Regions from separate parts of the Mus musculus genome. Here region 2 is linked to region 1. Evidence: chromatin contacts called from public HiCAR-type data. All regions are on one chromosome and are shown on one strand. The core of a region is the stretch at or near the end of the contact, and the rest is flanking DNA. Distances in the headings are between cores, read along the strand shown. Region 1 overlaps Rasgef1b (RasGEF domain family, member 1B). Region 2 holds the start of Tmem150cos (transmembrane protein 150C, opposite strand).

Region 1 (7,729 bases), core at 1,492-3,991:
TAGGAAGGCCCCACCGACCTGTTTGGCAGAGTCTAAAAGCCTACTTTATTTAGGGTTCTTAAGTGTTTCAACTTCCCTTCTAACCCACGAACCAGAGGTAGGGGAGAAAAATGTTAATAGGGAAAGCGTCTTGTGGACCTGTTTAGAAGTAGTTCCTAGGGGTGATTCCACTCTGTTGTCAGTTCAGTCTAAAGAGCAAACACCAAACATGAATCAGCAGTAGTGGCTCAATCCAGCAGAAACAGCAAGGCTCTGCCGATCAGTATGAGTCAGCAGAAGCAGCCAGAAGCAGCTGGAATACCGTGAGAAGTTCTTTGGCAAGTTTCTCTCTGTGAAGTGAAGACCAACAAAACATTGCAGGTGTGGCAATGCAAGAGCATCTTTTTGCTGTCTGTGGGGTTCTCCTTATACTCTTTCCAAATATCACTCACCCTCTTAAACATCTGCTTCAACAAAGCATCCTCTCACAAGACAGCTTCCAGAAAAACATCACGTGATATACCTGAGTTTCCAAAGCAACCAGGAATCTCCACTTCAGAGTCTTGCCTTCAGGTTACAGAATCACTGTGGCTTGGGAATTCTTGGTGCCTTTTATTTCTTCTTTACCGTGGCAGATAATAGCAGGATTCCAGTTCCTCCCTGATGACGTAATGGAATATGGAATTGAAATTACCCCATTGTATAGTACAACAAAACAAACAAGTTTAAAAAAAATTTTTTTTTCTTTGTTTAAAAGTTCAGACTGGGGTGTGAAGAGATGGCTCAGAGGTTAAGAGCACTGACTGCTCTTCCAAAGGTTCTGAGTTCAATTCCTAGCAGCACATGGTGGCTCACAACCATCTGTAATGAGATCTGATACCCTCTTCTGATGTGTCTGAAGACAGTTACAGTGTAAACATATACATTAAATAAATAAATAAATCTTTTTTTTTTTTAAAGTTCAGGCTTTATTTTTGAACAGTTTAAAAGCTCTAGTCTTAAAGCTATTTGGGTGGGATCCCAACAAAAACACTGACTAAAATTAATATCAGTTAAAGTTGGGATATCAGTTAACAATCAGAAATCAGGTCTCCTTTGGTTTGAGAGAGAGAATCTGAACTTAAAATATAATTTGTAGGTTAAAAAAACAACAAACCTTTGGCTATTCTATTAGTATTTTTAAACAAATTTGCAAGTATTTGTATTTTAAGCATGTAAGATATTTTAATAGGCCAAAAAGCAGCCAGGACATAATATAATACCAGATGATCAAGACTAGTTCAGACATACACCAAAGTCAATGCCAATATGGGCAGTGTGGTGAAATAGCCCAGACTTATAGTCTCAGCACTCAAGAAGCTGATGCAAGAGGAACTGAGTTTAAGACCAGCACAAGCTCCAGGGTCAGACCGTATGTCACAAAAACAAAGGAAAAATGGAGTATTAACTCCTTTAATTTATATTTTAGGGTGAACTTTGCCTATCATGTTTCTTCTTTGTCATCACCCTCTTCCCCCCACCTCCGGTCCCCAAACAAGCAGGGCCTTTGGTAAGATTCTTAGTACCTGAAACCTTGCCGTGGATAAGTAGACAGATTGGTTCTGCAAGATACTCAGTATCTGAATTGCTCATGGATTCCTGAGTTACAAAAACCCAAGCCTACCCATAATTTCTTTATAGTTACTCAGTTCTGGTGTAGATCAGAAGTTAGGTTGCAAATCCAAGGTTTGACAGGAAAGACTGAATAGTATAGCTCAAGGCTCTGTGCACTGCATTTAATATATGTAAACCAAAGACTTTAGCGGTGGGACTAGAACATCATGTGAGAAAGGCTGCATCCTGGCTGAATCCAGACACGCGTCCGGGGATCTGTTTACAGCCGTATAAGCTCAGGGACAATCTTTTTCTGGCCGGCGTGTGTTTGAGAGTCGAAAGCCAGGCATGTCGGCACACCTAGACCCTTAGGTCTTGGGAAGCTGGAGCAATAGAACCACATGTTTGAGGCTAGCCTGACCTACAGAGTGCGTCTGGTCTCCAGGTTCCTGCCCTGACTTCCTTTGAGGGTGGCCTGTGACGTGGAAGCGTAAGCCAAATAAACCCTTCCCTCCCCCAGTTGCCCATGGTTATTGCATTTTATCACAGCAGTTGAGGCCCTAAGACGTAAGTAAGCCTGTGAACCAGACGCGTGTCACACGTACATAAAAGTTCATTGTCATTAATGCTGTGCACTTTTTGATTTAATAGAATACCACTCAAGGTAGAGATTACCGTAGGCAGTGCTTTGGCTGTCTCCATTAATAACTAGTAAGTGTCCAGCAGTCTTGCCTGAAGGACCATTCAGGACGTCAGTCCTTGATCCCTAACCCATCATTTCAACTCTGTGAAAACGACACATTTAAAAACGTAGCAGAGATGAGCACTAAGAGATGAACACTAAGCAAGGCATTCCGAGCCAATACAACTGGACCTCTGCCTTAAAGTGTTTCCTTTATTCCACAGGTCCAGCCTTTTGGGCAGAGTTTAACATCTGGAAAATGCTGCTGCTGCTGTTGCTGCTGCTGCTGCCACTGCTGCATCAGAGGACCCTGGAGGGGCTGGCCTTTGTTTTCTGGCATCCAGTACTAGGGACTGCCTCCCAGACCCTGCAAGCAAGCCCAGCTGTAGATCAGACGGGAAATTCATTTCCCACAGCTGACAGATGGACTTGGATCTCTTTTGAGACTGAAATCGTCACTGAAGACACTTGAGGGAGAATCTTCTGAAAGCCCCGGCTCTGCGCATGATTCATCTTCTGGAATTTCCATGTGAATCACAGCTCTGCACCTGGATGGACTTTTGTTTGTGATATATTTTTTTTTTTGGCCTGAACATTTGCTGCTAATGGAACTTACACAGAGTGCGGCTCTATGGAAGCCCAAGTTTCTTTGTTAATTTAAATGAAAAAGGGAGAGGGAGGGAGGGGAAACCCCTCCCACCCACCAAGTTTGGATCCTGGACCTCAGCTTGAACAGTATTCCAGTGAGGGCAAAGATTGGGTGGGGTTCTACTGCAGACATCCCCTTACCCAGTGCGGTATTGTCAACACCCCTCCCCCGTCCCCCTCTTCCTCCAAGGCTTTGAGTTGGCTGCTGGCTAGCAAACTCCTTCTTACCCATTAAGTTATTTAATATAATAATGAAGCGCAACACTGTGGTAGGAAAATAGCCACTAGGGGGGAAAAAAGGCAGAGATTGTCACTGTCGGACTGCCCATCCTGCAGGAAGGGTCACTGTAGGATTGCTCATCCTGCGGGAAGGGACCATGTTTTCTTTACCCTTCTGAGCTGTTTACAGCTGACCACTGTGTCCTATAGATGTATTTTTCAGTAGGTTTTGTTTTTGTTGTTGTTAACTTAGTTTTCCATGATGCTGCCCCATCCCCATAAATGTAAATGCTATGACTTTAAGGGTCTTGGGGGGAGGATCCATGACCTAAACACAGTCGTTTTTTTTTTTTTTCCTAACTTATTTTTCATTATTCTCTGGAGTCAGTTGGTGGCTAAACATATAAACAAGGAATCCATTAAGAAAACTTACCTCCTCGCCCCGCAGCAGTGACCAAATGCAAACCAGGTTGCTGATAATTCTGATCAACTTTAACATCTAAATTAGGTCTGTAGTTGTTCTGCAGGCAGCCATTACGATACTCTAGGAGAAACTTTAGAGTAGTGATCCCCTGCTAATGAAAATGCACAATGCCAAGTTCCAGCCATGTTGGTTAACCCTTCTGACGCCATCCTGAGAATCAGCATGTCTTAACCGTGCGTCATCTCAACAGGCTTGGCCTGTCTCCAAGTTGTCCCTTCACAATGTCAATACATTTTAAGCTCTGCAGCCAGGAGTTGTGGCGTCTTCTTTTGCTTTCTGGATGGAATTGTGGGTGGAGGGATGGGCTCATAGCCATAGCCATTCAACTGGTTCAAAATTCATCCACTCCTGAGGGAAAGACCTTAGGAATATAGGCACAGATGCGCGTTTGTTTTCTACAAAGAAATCCTAGGCAACATTCAGCCACTAATATTTTTCAGACACAGTCTAAGGTTTGTAGGCACAGATGCAAACATCGTCCTTTTCACCCGTAGTTATTGTCTTAGTTAGGTTTCCATTGCTGTGAAGAGACACCATGACCAAGGCAACTCCTATAAAGGACAACATTTAATTGGGGCTGGCTTACAGTTTCAGAGGTTCAGTCCATTATCATCATGGTGGGAAGCACAGCAGTATCTAGGCAGGCATGGTGCTGGAAAGAGAGTTCTACATCTTCATCTGAGGGCTGCCAGGAAGAGACTCTTCCGCCCTGGGTGGAGCTTAAACATAGGACTTCAAAGCCCAAGCCCACAGTGATACACTTCCTCCAACAAGGCCATACCCATTCCAACAAAGGCCACACCCACTCCAACAAAGGCCACACCCACCCCAACAAGGCCACACCCACCCCAACAAGGCCACACCCACTCCAACAAGGCCACACCTCCTAATAGTGCCACTTCTTAGGGCCAGGGTACAGAAGAGGAAATGGATATATTTTGATGGAGCCCACAGACCTAATGAGAGGCACAGGATTGAAGTGGGCCTTTTAATTCAGAGCAGAAGCTATAAACCACCATGGCATCTCAAGCTTTTGTGTCCTTGTGGATGGCTTGAGGAATCTTGTTTCCCTGCAGATTTCCAACCTGCAAATGGGGCCCTTGTGATGCTGAGGTCCTGGATCCAGTTTAAGACTCCAGCTAAAAATATAATTCCAAGGTGGTTTGAACGGGATTTCTGTAACCATGGTTACCATGCTCTTGTTTTACTATCCTGATGTACCGGAGGTTCAAACCCTGTGTGAGCTTTTATGGAAACCATGGTGCATTTCTGCCATCTGTGCCACGTGTGGCCTTCACGGTATTTTAGTAGATACAATCGTAAACAGCTCTAGGCAATGAAAGCAGTGATGTTTAGGCATGCTTGCCACTCATTTCAAACCCACAGGGCTTTAAGCTGGGGCCTAACTGGGGTCTGGGGTCTCAGTAGAGGATGGATATAGATAGATAAGAGGAGAGATTCTATGACTTGAAATAACTCCTTCTTTTGAGGACACAGCCCAGTTCACTCACTAGCAGGCAGCCTGTTTTCAATAGCTAACAAAGATGCCACAATTAACACTCTGCTGTCACTTCTGTCATTACACTTTCATCCTCCTGTGTACCTGGCTGGAACCTCTGCTCTCCCCATGTCTGCCTGTCTTCTTGCTTTCTCTTCTGGCACAGTCCTATCCCCTCGCCATGCACCTGCCTCCTGTGTGGAGACTGTCATCTCAACTGTAGCATTAGAAGTTGATCTGTGGATTCTGACTGGCCCACTGGATTCACCAGTGCTTTTTAATTACCCTGTGGTTCTCAATACAAGGCAATGCTTGCCTGTATTCCAAAAACAGTCTCATTGTTCTAAGGGAAGGAGAATGGCGGCCTGGGAATAGAGGGGTTCGGGCCAATTTTCTGCTGTAGCTAAGGGTTCAAAGGAATTCTTGAATGTGTTTCCTGGACGAGAGTGTGATCAATGACCTGGAAACTACTAACTACTAACTAAACTCAAAGAGAGGATAGTGGTGAGTCCCTGGGCTTTATTTACCCTTAGCAAGTTTGCAAGGCAATGCTTTGGCCAGAGTTGGGCTTCCAGTGATGGCTGGAAAGGTGGCTCTGTCCTGGATAATTCAGGCCTAAGGATTTTGTTGTAGACTAAAAATTGCCTCAGTTCTCTGCTTCATGTGACTTGACTGCACTCAGTGCTGGCAGGCATGTTGCCTCAGTTCTCTGCTTCATGTGACTTGATCCACTCAGTGCTGGCAGGCATGGTGGGGTTGGGGTTGGAGGTTTGTCTCTAAGCCTTATTATGCTTTAGGGACTGTCATTGAAAAGTGCAGGCTGGCGCTGTGTGAAGTAGAACTGTGCCCCAGTCTGTACTTAGGAATCAAGGCCTATTCACGCCCTTCCTTCCTTCCTTCCTTCCTTCCTTCCTTCCTTCCTTCCTTCCTTCCTTCCTTCCTTCGTTCCTTCCTCCCTTCCTCCCTCCCTCCCTCCCTCCCTTTCTCTCTCCCTCCTTCTCTCCTTTCTCTCTCTCTCTTTCTCTCTTTCTTTCTTTCTTTCTTTCTTTCTTTCTTTCTTTCTTTCTCTCTCTCTTTCTCTCTCTCTTCTTTCTTTCTTTCTTTCTTTCTTTCTTTCTTTCTTTCTTTCTTTCTTTCTTTCTTTCTTTCTTTCTGTGGTTTCTTGCTTTCTTCCCCTCCCTCCTCCTCCCCCCTCTTTCTCTCTCTCTCTTTCCTTCTCTCTCTCTCTCTCTTACTTAATTTAGTGAAGGAAGTCCTAGGTCGCTAATTCCCATTGTAGTGCTCATGTCTTAGTAGGCCTAGTGTCTGCAGTGTGTGAGCCTCTGCTTCCTTCTTTCTATCCAAGTATGCACAGCCAGTCTGGACAGTATGCAGCAGCTGTCGTAGACTAGTGTTAACTGTCAGCATTTGAGTGTCTAAGTTGTTCAACTTAGCACTTCTAGAAAAAAGTGTGTAGATCCTAATTTAGGGAACTGAAGGGGACAGATACTGATTAGAATAAAGAGTGAAATCATGTGCCCCCTGATGAAACACCAAGCAAGCCTTGTACCTCCTCCAACCAACCCGCTTTCTCTTCCTTCCCACCCACGCTGGCTTGGGGAAATGAAAGTTAGTGTGAACTCATTTTTCTCCTGATGAATCACTGTGGGAAAGTCAGTTTAGCAGAATATGTTGTCAGTGTAGTTGAAACAAAGTGGTTAGAGGACCGGCATTGGGCTGTTTTGTTTTGTTTTTCAAGTGATTACGAATCCTAAGTGCAGATCATCGGTGGTGCTATGGAGATGTGTACTTGGAGAGCACACACGTGCTAGAGACAGTCGACTGCTTATCATCCTGTAGTCACAGATTTCATTTAAATAATTGGCATATCTGGTTTTAGGAAATTAAATAAATCAAAGTGATTCTAATATAACTATTGTGGGTGGCACTGTCCCTACAGAGACCAGCAAAGAACATCTAAGTCAGTGTGTTGGGTTTTTTTTTTCTTTTTTAGAGTTAAATTGTTAATACTCCCCTGTAGCTATCAGTACATGATGGTAATGATAACATAAATATCCAGCACAGTGACTGACATGGTTTGAGGACATGGGCTACGTTTGAAATACGTTCCTACAAATCACTACACTCCGAGTAAGAACCAGTTGCTAAACCTCACTGAACTCAGTTTCCTGGGACTTCCAGGAAGCTTCTCTGGGTCTGCTTTGTGGTGGGCCTGTGCTAACTAAAGAGAAGTGGAATGCTGGGGCCTAATGGTCTTCAGGATTAGAATTCACTTCCTCAGCTTGCTGAGAGTCAAAGGTAAATTAGCAAGTGCTTGCAGCATCCTGGCTGTGGGCTTCCACCTTCTCTTCTGCCAGAATCCTTTGCGTTTTGTTTAATTGTATTTGTGGAGAGAAGGGGTAAGAGGCTAATGGCTACTACTCTGTAGCAGATGAAGGCCTGACAGAAGCTCAGTTCACCCCTCCAGCCGTGTGCCAGGAGACAAGATCGTTCTTCATAGAAAAGAGTGGTTGTCACCCAGCTCAGACACTGAAAATAGACTTATGCAAGATCTGTTACATAATTTCAAAAGTTCTAGATTGAAAATGGATAAGGACCACACGAAGACTTTGTTGTGCAGACTCCA
Region 2 (7,729 bases), core at 3,035-5,534, 860 kb before region 1:
GCTTAGTGGTCAGAGCAGGAAGCTGGCTGTTCATTTTTTTCACCCATACACAGGAAGCAGGATGAGGAAGTGGGGCAAAGCTCTAAAGTTTCAAAGCCTGCATCCGGAACATACTTCCCTCAGCAAGGCTCTGTCTTCTAACAGTTCTGTAATTTTCACAAACAGAACCCCCCAGCTGGGGATGAAGTTTTCAAATACACGAGTCTGCGGTTGGCATCTATCATTCAAACCCCAACCCCACCCCACCCATTACTTACACTGAGCACAGAGCAGATGAAAAGAAATCAGCTTTTATTCCTAGTAAAGGGGGTTCGAATGGCTCGGGCCTTGTCTACACCCTGTAGTAACCAACAGCTACTCAGGCAGGTTCTCCTCAGAAGAGGGAGTCACAATTCCTAAATGGTCACCCACAGCTAACACTTACACACCCCAGTCAGCAATACCCAGTGCTTGCTGAGCGCTTACCCCGTCTAGGCATCGTTCTAAGCTCGTGAAATGTATTGATTCTTTCAATCAGAGGTTGAGCTTCACAGGTAGGCTAATTTGTCCAGGATCCCACAGATTGTAGCTACCTGATGCCACATGGTCAAAGAAATCAAAGCTGCCATGTCCCCAACGAGTTAACCCAGCCCTGGTGACATTTTCTACCCTCAGTCAGAAGAATGTGCAGACTGTCTGTGACTCTGGGGCTGACAGTTAATGGTTCCGATTTGGTTGCATCTGAACACTTGGAAGCGCTGCTGCCTAAGTTAGGGTTTCTATTACTGCGACAAAAACACCATGACCAGAAAGCAAGTTGGGGAGGGAAGGGTTTATTTGGCTTACACTTCCATATTGCTCTTCATCACTGAAGGAAGTCAGGACAGGAACTCAAACAAGGCAGGATCCTGGAGGCAGGAGCTGGTACAGAGTTCATGGAGCTGTGCCTACTGGCTTGCTTTCTTGTAGAACCCAGGATGACAAGCCCAGGAGTGGTATCACCCATCGTTGGCTGGGCTCTCCCCCACTGTTCACTATTTGAGACACTGCCCTACAGCTGGATGTCATGGAGGCATTTCCTCACCTGAGGTCCCTTCCTCTTATGACTCTAGCTTGTGTCAAGTTAACACAAAACCAGGGAGTCCAGTTGCTTAGTGTCTGGGTTTCCTGAATCCAGGTTGAATCAGGAGAGTAAAGATTGCTGAAGTAGTTCCACCTGCTCTTGCAGTCTCTGGAAGTCCCTGAAGATAGGTCTGTGCATTAAAGACAGAGCACGGGTCTAAGTCCACAGATAAATCCAGGGGGCATATCTGATTTTTCTGAACAAATGTTTTTGGTTCTTAGACTGTTTGTATTTCACCAAAACATGCTGTGAGCTTTTGCTCTCTGCTCAGCCCCCATACTTCCATATCCATGGTCATATGTGTGTGCACACACTATATGTATTACACACATATATATTTCTTTGATATGGGTATATACACATTTAGGGAAAGGACTGTCATCTAATATTTTATTGGTCTTTTGAGATTATTTTGGGTTTTTTTCAGAAGTTTTTAGATTTTAAGTTTATTTTTACATGTATGACTGCTTTGCCTGCATGTGTGCATGCTTGAATATATGTGAACCAACTTTATACCTGGTGCCTTTGGAGGTCATAATAGGGCATCGTGCTTTATTTAGTACTGGAATTACAGATGGCTTTGAGCCACCATGTGGGTGCTAAATGAGCTCCATGGAAGCTGAGAGGATGGCTCCATGGTTAAGAACACGGTTGATCTTTCAGAGGACCAGGGTTCAGTTCCCAGAATGCATGTGGGGCGCATAACCACTCATAATTCCAGTTCCTGAGACCTAATGCCCTCTTCTGAATATCAGACCGATCAGGTGTAGCCCATTAGTTTGTCCTTGGGGGTGTGATAGGTGGCCAAGATTGGTGGATTGTGTAAATCCACCAACTCGTGCCTGTATGAGTGACTTCCAGCAAGCTCCCCACTTGGCCTCCATTTCTTGACTCTCAGTGATGTTACAGGAGATCATCTGTGAACACATCTAGAAGCATGCCCAGCGCGGCACACAGCTCAATACAGTCTAATACCACATGCAATTATCAGCTTCAGCGAGCCCTGCTGCTGTTAGCTTGCCCAGTGATGGGAAGACTAATGTGGTTATGCCCGATTACCTTCCTTAACTCCTGTGCCCTAGATTTCATCCTGATGGCCCAAGATATCCACATGTACGCAGCCAGGGTCCAGTGGGGCCTGGTCATGTGCTTCCTGGCGTACTTTGGCACCCTGGCTGTGGAGTTCCGGCACTACCGCTATGAGATTGTGTGCTCCGAGTACCAAGAGAACTTCCTGAGCTTCTCAGAAAGCCTGTCAGAAGCTTCTGAATATCAGACGGATCAGGTGTAGCAACAGTTTGTCCTTGGGGGTGCGGTGGGTGTGGCAACAGGGGAGGGGCCAGGAGGATACACTCACGGGACTCGACACATCACCTCACGATGCTTTTCACACACACACACACACACGGATGCACACTCACGGCCATATCTGACAGAAGAGCTTTTCAGGGCAGGTTACTTCTTTCTTGAACAAGCACAAGCCCTCATGTATGGAAATACACGCTGTCACACCGAAAACATGCACGACAGAGCCAGAAGCTTGTGCATGACCACCTCCCCGCCCCCCACGCCCTCCCAGCAGGCCTTGCGCTTCTCATCCTTTTCCCGGTTCCAACCTGGCATCTTCCTCCTGCAAAGTAAGGCCGGCCGAATGTAAAGTGAGAGTCAAGCCAGCTCCCTAAGTCGCCTTCAGGTTGGAAGGGTTTGAGGCGAGCACGAGGGGAACTTGAGTGGAAACCTAGGAGCATCTGGCTGCATGCACCCCGCACTAAAGCTGGCCGTGGCCTGAGAGGCGTGGGCAGAGCTTTCCCATCAGTCTGACATCATCACTGTTCAGCGGTCGGCTTTGTGGATCCAGAGAGAGAAGCATGCTACAGAGAGTGAGCGGGAAAGAAGCCGGCCACCAGCATTTGGACTTGAGTCACTCTGCCTGAGGAAGATCTCCAAACGTGAATGCTACCGGGGACAGTCAGCCGCGAATGGCACGAGGTACGGCTGAGAGGGCGTGGCTTGGTTTTTCCTTCCACAGTGCATCACCCACAGTTCCAGTTTGCATTTTCTTTTTGAAGTGCCACTCTCACGGGTCTATGTAGGCCTCGTGGGCAAAGGTGTGGACCAAAGGCAAGAACCTTGTTTTGGCTTCAAGTATGAAAGGGGTATACGTGCAAGCTTAATTTATATCTGAAGAAATAATAAGAAAAAAAGATTCTCGAAGAATCGCAAAAGAAATCTACATGGAGGTGAAAGGTATGAGGGCTCTGAGGAAAGACAGGAGGTTAGCCCTCTTGCTGCTAGTCCAACCCAGGGGAGATTTTAACATCCGTGTGTTGCTCAAATTTTATAGTTTGAGGACTGGGGACTTTAAATTAAATTTGGAAGTTATAGAAGCAAATTAAAAACATCGCCCTCCCGCAAATCACATTGGCACAAATGGAGCTGCAATACTGCTAAGCTGTTCGGAGATGAGCCCAGAGGTGCAGGAGTTCAAGGCCATCCTAGATCCCTGTGCCAACAACAGAGTGCCAAGTGCACAAGCACCCCCTCCCCCAACCAAGTGCACAAGCACCCCCTCCCCAACCAAGTCACAAGCACCCCCTCCCCAACCAAGTCACAAGCACCCCCTCCCACATTGTTTCAAAAAACTCTCCAAACTCCTAGGGGGCTCAGACAGCCCGGAATGTAATGTGGAAAACGTTGTTTTGTAAATTCACCCTGAAGTATAGCTTCCCAAGGAAGGGTTCAAATGCTAAATCTCCGCCCCCCAGCATAGCGCCGAGCACGAGCACACAGTAAATGTCCAAATGAACAGATTTGCTGCTCGTTTCTGAGTGGAGGTGAGGAGCATCAAAGAGATTCAGAGACAAACGACAGAGTGGAAGACAGAGTGAAGAAGGAGGGGGAGGACTCATCACTACAGGGCAGGGCAGGGCAGGGAGTGAAAAGCCCCCAGTGGTGTGAGAAAGCCTCGAGTAGAGTATTCTCTTATTAAAAAAGGCGTCTTACCGTAAATACTCCAGGGGGATGTCTGTTAGTTTTGAAACTGCTATGAGGTTTCTCTTCTTTCCTCCTTTTCACTTTTCTATTTTAAAGATTTTTATCAAAGAACAAACGGTTTTATTTTACTCTCCACACTCCAAGTAAAGAGCTTTCGGTGACACACTTCTCTGCGTTCTTAAGAGTGTGCAGCAGCAGCAGCGGCAGCAGCAGCATCCAGCCAATACTGACATTACTCACTGGGACCTGGCCACTGAATAAAGGGGTTTTATGCTAAATCCTGACTTCCTTGTTTCTTACACTAACAGTTCTTCGTGGGTGTGCACGTACACGTCCGTGCTTGCTGTGGATAGCTTGCAGAACACGTTCTTTAATGCTCATTCTATTGTGACGGATACAGTTCAGGATCAGTCAAATGGAAGAGGTGCATGGGTGAAGAAGGCAGGCCTGGGGCTGGCTCCCTTGCCCTCAGTGCACCCCAGGCTCTCCATCCCAGCTGCCCCCCAACCTCCCGGAAGTAGGTAGGCTGGAGGTCTAAGCACCTGGTGAGCAGCCTCATCCTAAAGTTACCTCAGTAGCATGAAGTCTGGTACAAACAGAAGATGTTCATTATGAATAAAACACTGCTGTTCTGTCCTATGGGTGTTAGGAATTCCATGGCAGGAATGGAATCGAAAGCCAAACATCTTGTCTGAGAAAATATTTTTTGTACAATAAAGTTTTAGCATATTCTTTCTCTCCTCCCTGATCTTCCCCACCCCCACGTCCAATTTCTCTCTTCATAAGAAGCTAAAATCAAAGCAAACTAAAAAGAAAACCAGTAAGGCAAAACGCAGTGTCTTAGTCAGGGTTTCTTTTTTTTTTTTTTTTTTTAAAGATTTATTTATTATATGTAAGTACACTGTAGCTGTCTTCAGACACTCCAGAAGAGGGCGTCAGATCTTGTTACAGATGGCTGTGAGCCACCATGTGGTTGCTGGGATTTGAACTCTGGACCTTCGGAAGAACAGTCGGGTGCTCTTACCCACTGAGCCATCTTACCAGCCCCTTAGTCAGGGTTTCTATTCCTGCACAAACATCATGACCGAGAAGCAAGTTGGGGAGGAAAGGGTTTATTCAGCTTACACTTCCATGCTGCTGTTCATCATCAAAGGAAGTCAGGACTGGAACTCAAGCAGGTCAGGAAGCAGGAGCTGATGCAGAGGCCATGGAGGGATGTTACTTACTGGCTTGCTTCTTCTGGCTTGCTCGGCTTGCTTTCTTATAGAACCCAAGACTACCAGCCCAGGGATGGCACCACCCACAAGGGACCCTCCCACCTTGATCACTAATTGAGAAAATGCTTTACAGCTGGATCTCATGGAGGCATTTCCCCACCTGAAGTTCCTTTCTCTGTGATAACTCCAGCCTGTGTCAAGTTGACACAAAACCAGCCAGTATGCAGAGATCTCACAAAAGGACGTGGGGTGTTTGTGTGTACGTGTGTTAGCACATGGAATCTGCCCAGTTGTGTTGTTGACATACCCAATGACACTCCATTTGAGGAAGCTGTGTGTCCCAGAAAATACCAGTTATGGGTATCTTCCTGGTTAGGAGTAGGAAGGACTTTTTGTCTGCTCTCCTTCCTCAGGGCTGGGATGTTGTCTGGTTTGAACCTACACAGGCCTTGTGTCACTGTCACCGGCTCTGAGTTCACATGTGTGTTCTAGACATCAGTTCTATGGTGTCTAGAAACAGTTTCTTTGGGATCATCACCTCTGGCTCTGACTCTCTGCCTCCTCTTCTGCATAGAGGGGTCTTGAGAGAAGGGGTCTTCTTTCTTTCTTTCTTTCTTCCTTTTTAAGATTTATTTATGTCACTGTCTATGTCTTGAGACACACCAGAAGAGGGCATCAGATCCCCAAATGGTTGTGAGCTACCATGTGGTTGAGTCACCATGTGGTTGCTGGGAATTTAACTCAGGACCTCTAGAAGAGCAGTCAGTGGTCTTAACCGCTGAGCCATCTCTCCAGCCCGAGGGAAGGGGTCTCGATAAAGGCCTCCCAGTTAGCGCTAAGTGCTCCAAACTCACTCTCTGCACACTGTCCAGTTGTGGGTCTCTGCTAATTACCATCTACTCAGAGCAGCAGCTTCTTTGATGAGGGCTTAGTCTGTGAGCTATGGTATAGAAATGTGTCATTAAGAACCACTGTACTGCAGTGGGGTCTCCCCTAGGCTCATGACATTTAGGCCCAGTTCTTGGCCATCTTACGCAGTATTTTGTACAGGTTCCATGTCATGTCATCTGGGTTACCAAAGATCCAAAGTGATAAGTACCATATTTCCCCTTACATATGGACGTCATCTTTTAAGTTTTAGATATGTGTGATTCAATCCAAAAACCACAGTGGTTAGGTAGCTGGTCAGGGACGGGGGTTGGGAGGCTGGGCATAGGAATGGGATCTTCCAACCCTTTTTATTTTTAAACGATCTCACACAAATACAGATGGAGCTCAGTGTGACCCCTTAGAGCTGAAATTCACAGCACTCATAGGAAGCCATAGCTGGGGCATCTTCATACAGAATGAGCAGCCCTGGCTGTCAGGGAACAAAGTCCCACACATACTGAGTTTCCTGTTGTCCAACTGAGCCTCTCGAAGGAGAAAAGGCCAGAAGTATTTAATGGTCATCCCAGCATTAGAGAGGCAGAGGCAGGAGGGCTGGGTTCCACTCTAGAATGAGCTACATAGTAAGACCCCTATCTCAAACAAGGAGAGAAGGAAGATTAAAGTATTGCCATATATCAACCCTTCCGAGTTATCCAGTCCAGATCTCCATCCTGCTTGGTCCACTCTTTACTAATTAACGACATCTCCACTGTAAGGCATCTCAGTTTTAACCCTTTATCTCAAGCCCTTAAACCCACCCTTGAACAGTTGTCCTGTGTAAGTTAAAGATGTGCGTCTTCCAATCGTTACAGGGGTCTCTTTCCCCTTACTCCTGTATCTGTTCTCACAGCCAATATTTGTGGGGAAACCCAAACAAAGTGACCTTTGAAGCTGAGTGCAAGCCAGGCATGACAGCGCACACCTTCAATCCCAGCCCTCAGGAGGCAGAGGCAGGCAGACCTGAGATTCCAAGGTCATAGTGAGGTCCAGGGTGACCACGACTACTTGCTGAGGCCACTTCTAGAAGGAAGAGGAGGAAGAGGAGGAGGGGGGAGGAGGAAGGAAAGAGGAAGGAGGAGGAGAAAGAAGAAGGAGGGAGGAGGAAAGAAAAGGAAGAAGAGGAGGAAGAAGAAGAAGAAAGAAAGGGGGAGGGGAAGGGGGAAGCAGGGAGGAGGGAAGGCGAAATTTAAGGCCAGCCTGGGCTACATGAAACCCTCCAGGTCTTTAAGGATGACTGTGAATCTCTACTGCCACCATCTGGCCCTATCTGCTAACCATCTCTCCTGATGTCTCCTAACAACAAACCTGGTCGGCTTCCATTATGGGTTCCCTTCAACCTGCTCCTGACACGACAAAGCTTAAAGGCTCTTAAAGGCTACACTTGTTCATTTTCTTTCCTGTGCTGACGAAACTCCAGGGCTTTCCCATGTCCTCAGACTGAAATCCCAGCTCACTACAATGTCCCATAGGTCCCAGCCCTCTAAAC

The links. HiCAR-type assays count read pairs that join an accessible place to other places.
Region 2: a contact with region 1 is called in a HiCAR-type map of astrocytes, with 5 times the contacts expected there. The contact joins the promoter of Tmem150cos here to the enhancer-like site in region 1. A contact is called at or near these places in 9 of 39 promoter capture datasets (the 3T3-L1 cell line, the C10 cell line, the HPC-7 cell line and 5 more), 1 of 15 datasets of contacts at CTCF or cohesin (the NIH/3T3 cell line), 9 of 484 Hi-C or Micro-C datasets (the HL-1 cell line, the HPC-7 cell line, cerebellar granule neurons and 6 more) and 3 of 115 datasets of contacts at active chromatin or transcription factors (astrocytes, embryonic basal ganglia and embryonic forebrain).

What each region holds. Positions count from the first base shown.
Region 1 is chr5:99,213,548-99,221,276 of GRCm38.p6, reverse strand. Rasgef1b (RasGEF domain family, member 1B) reads left to right here. Exons shown (of 14, transcript NM_181318.4): 14 at 2,479-3,857. The coding sequence ends at 2,503. Among named protein-coding and RNA genes, the nearest start is that of Rasgef1b, 36 kb to the left of the region's middle. Within about 2 kb of position 2,741, at least 20 of the 459 cell types and tissues checked have an H3K27ac peak or open chromatin away from gene starts, as enhancers often do. A contact at or near this core is called in astrocytes, where this site is marked.
Region 2 is chr5:100,074,517-100,082,245 of GRCm38.p6, reverse strand. It overlaps Tmem150cos (transmembrane protein 150C, opposite strand), which reads right to left and starts at 4,284. Exons shown (of 5, transcript NR_045993.1): 1 at 4,106-4,284. Tmem150c (transmembrane protein 150C) reads left to right here. Exons shown (of 8, transcript NM_001382851.1): 8 at 2,185-4,374. The coding sequence ends at 2,393.